2 separate regions of the Mus musculus genome follow, and region 1 is linked to region 2. The links are chromatin contacts, called in public HiChIP or PLAC-seq maps. All regions are on one chromosome and are shown on one strand. The core of a region is the stretch at or near the end of the contact, and the rest is flanking DNA. Distances in the headings are between cores, read along the strand shown.

Evidence for each region. HiChIP or PLAC-seq counts read pairs in DNA pulled down with a chosen protein or histone mark.
Region 1: a contact with region 2 is called in an H3K27ac HiChIP or PLAC-seq map of the HPC-7 cell line, with 5 times the contacts expected there. The contact joins two enhancer-like sites. A contact is called at or near these places in 1 of 15 datasets of contacts at CTCF or cohesin (stem cell-derived epiblast-like cells), 19 of 484 Hi-C or Micro-C datasets (the HPC-7 cell line, adipose-derived mesenchymal stem cells, cumulus cells and 8 more), 6 of 115 datasets of contacts at active chromatin or transcription factors (the HPC-7 cell line, bone marrow-derived dendritic cells, cardiomyocytes and 1 more) and 2 of 9 other capture datasets (adipose tissue and embryonic stem cells).

What each region holds. Positions count from the first base shown.
Region 1 is chr7:139,565,141-139,568,557 of GRCm38.p6, forward strand. It overlaps Inpp5a (inositol polyphosphate-5-phosphatase A), which reads left to right. Exons shown (of 16, transcript NM_001127363.1): 12 at 2,224-2,297. Among named protein-coding and RNA genes, the nearest start is that of Gm33031, 16 kb to the right of the region's middle. Within about 2 kb of position 1,646, at least 25 of the 459 cell types and tissues checked have an H3K27ac peak or open chromatin away from gene starts, as enhancers often do. A contact at or near this core is called in the HPC-7 cell line, where this site is marked.
Region 2 is chr7:139,491,281-139,494,453 of GRCm38.p6, forward strand. The region is part of intron 4 of Inpp5a (inositol polyphosphate-5-phosphatase A); the gene reads left to right. Among named protein-coding and RNA genes, the nearest start is that of Gm33031, 90 kb to the right of the region's middle. Within about 2 kb of position 1,316, at least 7 of the 459 cell types and tissues checked have an H3K27ac peak or open chromatin away from gene starts, as enhancers often do. A contact at or near this core is called in the HPC-7 cell line, where this site is marked.

The sequences.
Region 1 (3,417 bases), core at 396-2,895, 74 kb after region 2:
GCTAAGTAAATCATGTTGGCTCAAATTCCATCTCTGCAGGGTCCCTGTCTATATGTGTTTCCAGAATTTGTACCCCTGCTGCTTCTAGAAGACTGGCCAGAGCCAGGGTAGAAGGCATAGCAGGCCTTGAACCCATAAAGGCAAGAAGACTCTACTCTGATGGCTTCTGTAGCCCAGACAGGTGTCATGTCAGGACTGTGGGCCTCAGGCCACCAGGTAGCCACCGGGCAATGGATGCCCAACCCACAGCTTTCTTGTGAGGATTCAAGAATTTGTCTGCCATTTTCTGTGACTGGGTTAGAATATCCTGGAAGGTAGATGACATTCATTCTCTCAAGCATTGAACCATCAAAGATAAGCTCACAACTCCAGTCTGCAGAGCATGGAGAAAAAAACCACTCGACTTTTGATCAAGAGTCTGAAAACAATAGCCAGAGGCACAGAAGACCCATGAAAAAGCCTGATAGTTGAGGACATACAGAGCCTCTAAAATTATAGTTGCTGAAATTAACGTATGCATGCCAAGGCTGAGTGAAGATGAAGTTTGCAAACTGGGGAATAGGAGGAGGCCTGACCCAGAAGCAGCACTGAAACTTAAGAGATGTAGCAGGCGATATGGGGCAGGGTGGGTGGACAGAGGGCCACGTCCCACTGGCTACCACCTGCCTGTGTTTACACCTGTCTACAGATCAGGAAGCAGTGAATCCTGAGCAGGAATAATTGAAAATTCAGACACCGAGTAAAACAGCATTGTTTCAAATAGGAAGAGGCAATCCTACACTAGCCTGAAGAAGTTGGCACATAACTCACGGGAGGCAGTAGGCCTCCAGAACCTCAGCAGGCAGAAGCAATTGGTCATTTTTGAAGAGAAGAGGTGCAGTTCCCCCTCAAGAGGACATTCAGAAGATCCCACAAGGTTGCATGTCCTCCTTACAAGTCCACGGTAAACATGGAGAAAAGATATTTAGGAGAGTGGGATGCTCTGCTCCGCCCACGCTTTCCTAAAACTGCAGTTAGCAGTTGCCTCTGGGCTTTGGCCCAGTGCACCTGTTTCTTGTGGTACTTTCTAACTTTGAGCTGCCTCAGGCTTCTACCTAGACCCGTGGGGGACACTGGCTCCTGACTCACACAGATGACAGCTCTAAACAAACACGTATCTTCCTCTTTTGTTCATCAAAGTAGTGCCAGACAGAAAGAAGCCAGTGTTGGAGCCACGCCAGCCAGGGTCTGAGGACCTCTGGCTTGAGTCTGTGAATATCCAGTATGCTGCTGCATGGCTCTGAGGTTATGACATTAAACAAGGGGACTGTCTGGAGTGATGGCTTACCCCTTTCTCCTCTCCCATAAACAGCGTCACCTCAGGGGGGATTTCAGCTGTCTTTGACTTGGTCCTTAACCAGTTCAAAGTCACTCTAGTTGATAGGAGTGGCGCCCAGCCTGGTGCTGATCTGATGAAGGCAGCTCTGAGAAGGCACACAGGCAGGAGACCCACACCAGTAGGCAGGAAGCAGGCTGGCACACAAGTAATTACAGTATACACATGCCGGTAATTGCACATTCAAGAATGATGGATGAGGAGGAAGGAAGAGATGAAGACACGGTGTGGTTTTAAGGGGAGCCCCAGTGCGATGCCACGGCTGCGCACAGCTGTGGGGTAGGACATGATTAATGGGTAGTATCCCACAGGGTGTTCATGGTGACTGGACAGTCATGGCTGGTGGGACCTCTCCTTCCAGCAGGCACAGTACTCTGATGGAAGCCTCCTGAGGGAGCCCGGCGTCTGCCACCTCCTGTGTTTGAGGAAGTGAATGTCACTCGAAGCAGTGTGCAGACTCGGCTGCAGTTTGTAGTGTGCTGAGTTGCTCTTGCTCGCTCTGAGGACCACTTTCAGCACTGGACATTTTCCCTCTCCATGGAAAGGACTGCCGGGCCCCACTCAGGGGATGTGTGCTTCTCGGGGAGTCTTCCCGTGACTCCTGTGAGCAGGGCCAGGCAGCTAAGCAACGTCCTTGCACTTCTCACAGCAGAGGCGGCTGGGTGGTAAAGACAGGCTGGTGACCTGAGTCTTGGTGGCAATGGATCCTGGTCTCTGAGTAGGGTTAGATCACACTGGATGTTTGTCATACTGTTTTTTAGGAATTTGCACACAACCCAGGTACACCCAGACCCCATCTTCTAGTGAGGAAAACAAGTGATTCTGTTCTCTTCTTTCTTTTTCTTTAGCTCTTGGAATTTGACAAGGAGTTGTCTGTCTTTAAGGACAGACTGTATGAACTGGACATCTCATTCCCCCCCAGGTAAGGGGCCCTGTACCTGCTGAAGCAGGCAGCCTTCTCAGCGACCTCCTCAGGTGTGCCTGTGTGTCAGTGCTGGTGTGTGCATCCGCATGCATGTGTGTACATGTGTATCTAAGAACATGAGTATGTGCACACATGTATGCGCCCTGTGTACATAAGCACCTGTGTATGTCACCATGGCATGTTTGCATGCCTGTGTGCATATGTGTACTTGTATTCTGTGCATCTGTCTCCATGTGTGCACCCATGTGTATGAATTATTTTCTCCCCGTACCATTTCCATGGCCTGAAGAAAGGAATTAGCTATGAGTAATAAATGATTCTATGTTTTAAAGACCTCTTTCCAATGTGAAAACAAAACAAACCAGTCTTCAGAGTCCCCGTCACGTGGCTTCCCGGGAGAGCTCTGAAGCGTTGCCCTTTGGTGCTCCAGGAACCTTGATATCCGCAACAACAGCCCTGGTTCCCTTCAGACTTCCAGGCCTTGGTGTCCTGGGGTGGAAGGGAAGGCCAAAGGCCTAACAGAAAGCAATGTGTGGTGTGTAGTGGACCAAACTTCCAGATTTACCCACCATCCTCTGCAGCTATGCTTTGCCTCTTGGCCTTTGCATCCTCCTCCTAGCAGTGTACAGAAGGAGGCTCCTAAGGATACGGGATTGTTGCAGGCATAAGCTTCAGTGGCTGTGGATGCTCCTCTCTCCAGCCCTGTGGCTATGTCAGATCCCAAGTCTTATGACCTAAAGTGCTGAGGGGACTTTGCAACCAACTGAGCTATTCTGTTGACTTGGTCATGCTGCCGGTGCCCGTTTCACACCTGTCTGGTAGGAAATACCAGGGATTTTATCCTCTCTGCTAGTGCCACCCCATCTCTGTGCCAACTGTATGTGATCAAGCATGGCAGTGGAAGACCCACTCCTGCACAGACCTAGGCTTCCTTTTCAGCTGCCAACCCATAGCCCCCTGACCTAGGAGACTAAGGTGAGGGAGCTGGATAGAGTTTCAGGGATGGAGAAACAGGAGCCGCAGGACCTAGTAACTCCCAGACATCTGTTTGGTGCCCAGGCCAAGCTACTGGACACTTGCATACTGGCTCCAAACAGCAGGACTCAAGGAGGTTACC
Region 2 (3,173 bases), core at 66-2,565:
CTTCCCCAACATCATTCCAGTGTTACTCTCCCCCAGGTTCGGTACTGTGGAGACACGACCAATCCACCAATACCAGGTTTGGAATAGGAGATGACCAGAGCCCAAGTCATCTTTGCATACCCATGGTTGCTCCCCTGAGATAATGTAGTGACTGCTCGGTAGCACTCGCCTCCTGAATGCCAGATCCCCATGACTAGATGAGAATGTTGCATTCTCTTGTGGGCTGCTTTTTGCTGGGCAAGTGGTGCTCAACTCACCTCTGGCAGTAGTCGGACAAAAGTCTCAGAGGGAGGTGCATGTGCCCTGTGCCATAGGGAGGCTCATCAAATGACCACATGGAGGAACTCTGGAACACCACCACCCATACCCTTAGAGGACAGAGCCATGGGTTTGCTTCTCAGCAACCAAAGTCTGCCAGGCTCAGCCAAGATCTTGGACCCGCTTACCTGACCTAAGGATGAGGTATAGCCAGTTTGTCAGCCCTCGAAAACCAGGGTGTGCTCCTGTGTGTTCAGCCTGCTGCTGGCCCAAGACACAAGGATGGCTACCCTCGCTTCTGCCCCTCAGGACCTGTGTTCTGGGCTGTTGAATATAGAGGGTGTGGTTGAGACGTTGGCCCAGACTCTGGGAATGCATTAGGATGAGGAGCTGCGAAAGAAGCATCTTACAAAGAAGGACATAGATGTATCAGTGTGGAGTGTTGTTTCCTCAGCTCACCTTGCTAATGTACCTTCCCCCGACCCCCACACAAGGGTCTTTCTGTGCCAGATAGTTCAGTAAGGGTTGTGTGGAGCACAGCTGAGGCCCCAACATTTGTCTGTAGGCAGCTGCATCTGTCAGTCCTACTGGCCAGTCACCCTACCAGAGCTAGCTGGGTTCCTATGGTATCATTTTGTGTGCTTTGCTGGGTTCAGTAACTGACATCCCAGGTTGACATCACTGTGCAAGCTCTAGTACGAGCTAGGCAGTTGCCAAGGAGCCCTTAGTGGCCAGCACTGTCTTAGCTGGGTCCTTGCAGCTACTGAGCACGAGCCGTTCCTTAGCCCAAGTAGAGCCAAGGGAATTTAGTAACCCACGCAGAGCACAGCGCAGCGGAAGCCTGTGCTTTCAATTGGGCTCCAGAGCCAACAACATATAACATGTACCATGTTACATACTACATGGAAGGGAACAGACACTTAAGCCAACACACGAGGACATATAGGAAGCACCTGGCATTCAGGGAGCAAATATTGCATCAGGCAGCACAGGAAGGGGCTCCCATCACTGGCACATAGACTATCTGACCATGATTGACAGGGAGAAAGGAAGTCAGAGTTTTGCTATGCTTAGAGCATCAAAGAAGGAAGTAGAGTGTGACTAGGTAGTTGGTGGGGACAGCTGTAAGATTTGGGGGACAATGGGAGGACATTCATCTGTGGACAGGCTGGTTGTTACTAATTTAAAGACCTATCTGATCTAGCCTTAAATTCATATTAAAGTGAATTTATAGAGCAGTCTAGCAATAGTGACTGAACCCAGTTTGTTGTTATTTTTCTTGAATTCAGTCTTTTGCCTTTCACAAAAGAGATGCAAGGTCAGACCTAGGTGGGTAGAGACCAGGGGGAACTCCAGTGTCCTCATGGGATGTGGCAACCAGATGGAGTGTGGCCAGTCCTATAAATGAAGCTGTTTTAGTCCTTTTCCACATGGCCTCTGCTCCTCCATCCAGCTTACTCCATGCCCCTATGGACACACTTTTACCTTTCAGGCTGTGGTTTGAGAATCCAACCCAGAGACAAACACAATCTGTTTGAGGTATAGGATCAACTTCTTTAATGGAGTGTGTTGGAATAATGAGAGCGAGGTTCCTTCAGTGAGCCACCAGGGTGCAGTACTCTCACAAGCGACCAGGACTGGGCTTGTTAACATGGAAGTACTTTGTTTAGGTCTTTGACATCTTGTCCTGTGTCCAATGGCTTGCAAGCTATCAACTTGTAAATGATTCTCTTGCAAGCTGAAATTTAGATAACATTACCCTTTATAATAGCACCAAAGTATGAACTATTCAGAACTGTCTTAGGTCAGTGCTCTCTAAGACCTGCATCCTGAGAGCCATCACATGCAGCTTATACCAATTAGTGAGACCTGAGTATGTGGAGCTGTCCCAGGCTCGGGGAATGCTTAGTGGTATTGACGTGTCTGTTCTACCAAGATTGGCATGATGCTCCGGTGTGATTCTAATCAATGTTGGAGCAGAGGTTTTGTAGAAATCAGAAATCTGCATTTATGTTTTATATGGAAGTATAAAGGACCTACAGTGGCCTCAACAACATTGACAAAGGACAGTTGAGGGCTCATCTTGCCTGATCAAGACTTCCTATAAATCTGCAGTGGGCAAACCGATGGAGTGTAGGTATAAACCCGGAAAAACAGGCAGAGGGCTGGAAAGGACTCTGCAAATCCACTGGGTCAGGCTGGCCTCAGGCTTCTGAGGGCTGGGATTACAGGGACATACCACCTTTGATTTTGACGGAGGTGTCCAGGCTGTTGAGCCATAAGGGTATGCTCTGCATAAGGGAACAGTGGCCCTTAGCTGACCATTTGCTATGAATAAAGTCCAACTTTCACCAGAGACTATGGAAATTCATTTCTATGTGCTTACAAACCTGAGGGAGAAGTGATCGAAGCAAGTATTGGAAGGCAGTAATCCTCAAATGAAACCTTTGTTTTGATGCAAAAGTAAAGACAGCTCACAGCCTATGAGACAACTTTTGCAAAACCTCCGACTGGGAATTTTACCTGAAGTTCCTCGTGTAAATAACTGTTTCTGATCAATAGAAGTGGGGCTGTGGACCTGACCTCTGACACGGGCGGGGAATCTGAGCAGACTTGTCAGTAAGACACAGGTGTAGCAGGTGAGAGTAGAAGGTGCTCACCTGCTGCCCACAAGGCAGTGTCTTGTCCCTGAGTGTCCCTTCAAACCAATACCGTGGCTTCCAGTACCAAGTGCCTTCCCTGCAGTGTGCTGACAGTGTCCGGTTTACAATGATGAAACCTCCTCCCATCTGGACTCTGGGCTGCTTCTGGGGCCAGGCTCCAACTACAGGTGGACCCATAGGTCACAGAAGGTGCAAAGCCTAAAATGGAGCCTTGGGCTTCACACTTGCTCCTGTGTCTGGTACTAGAGGACT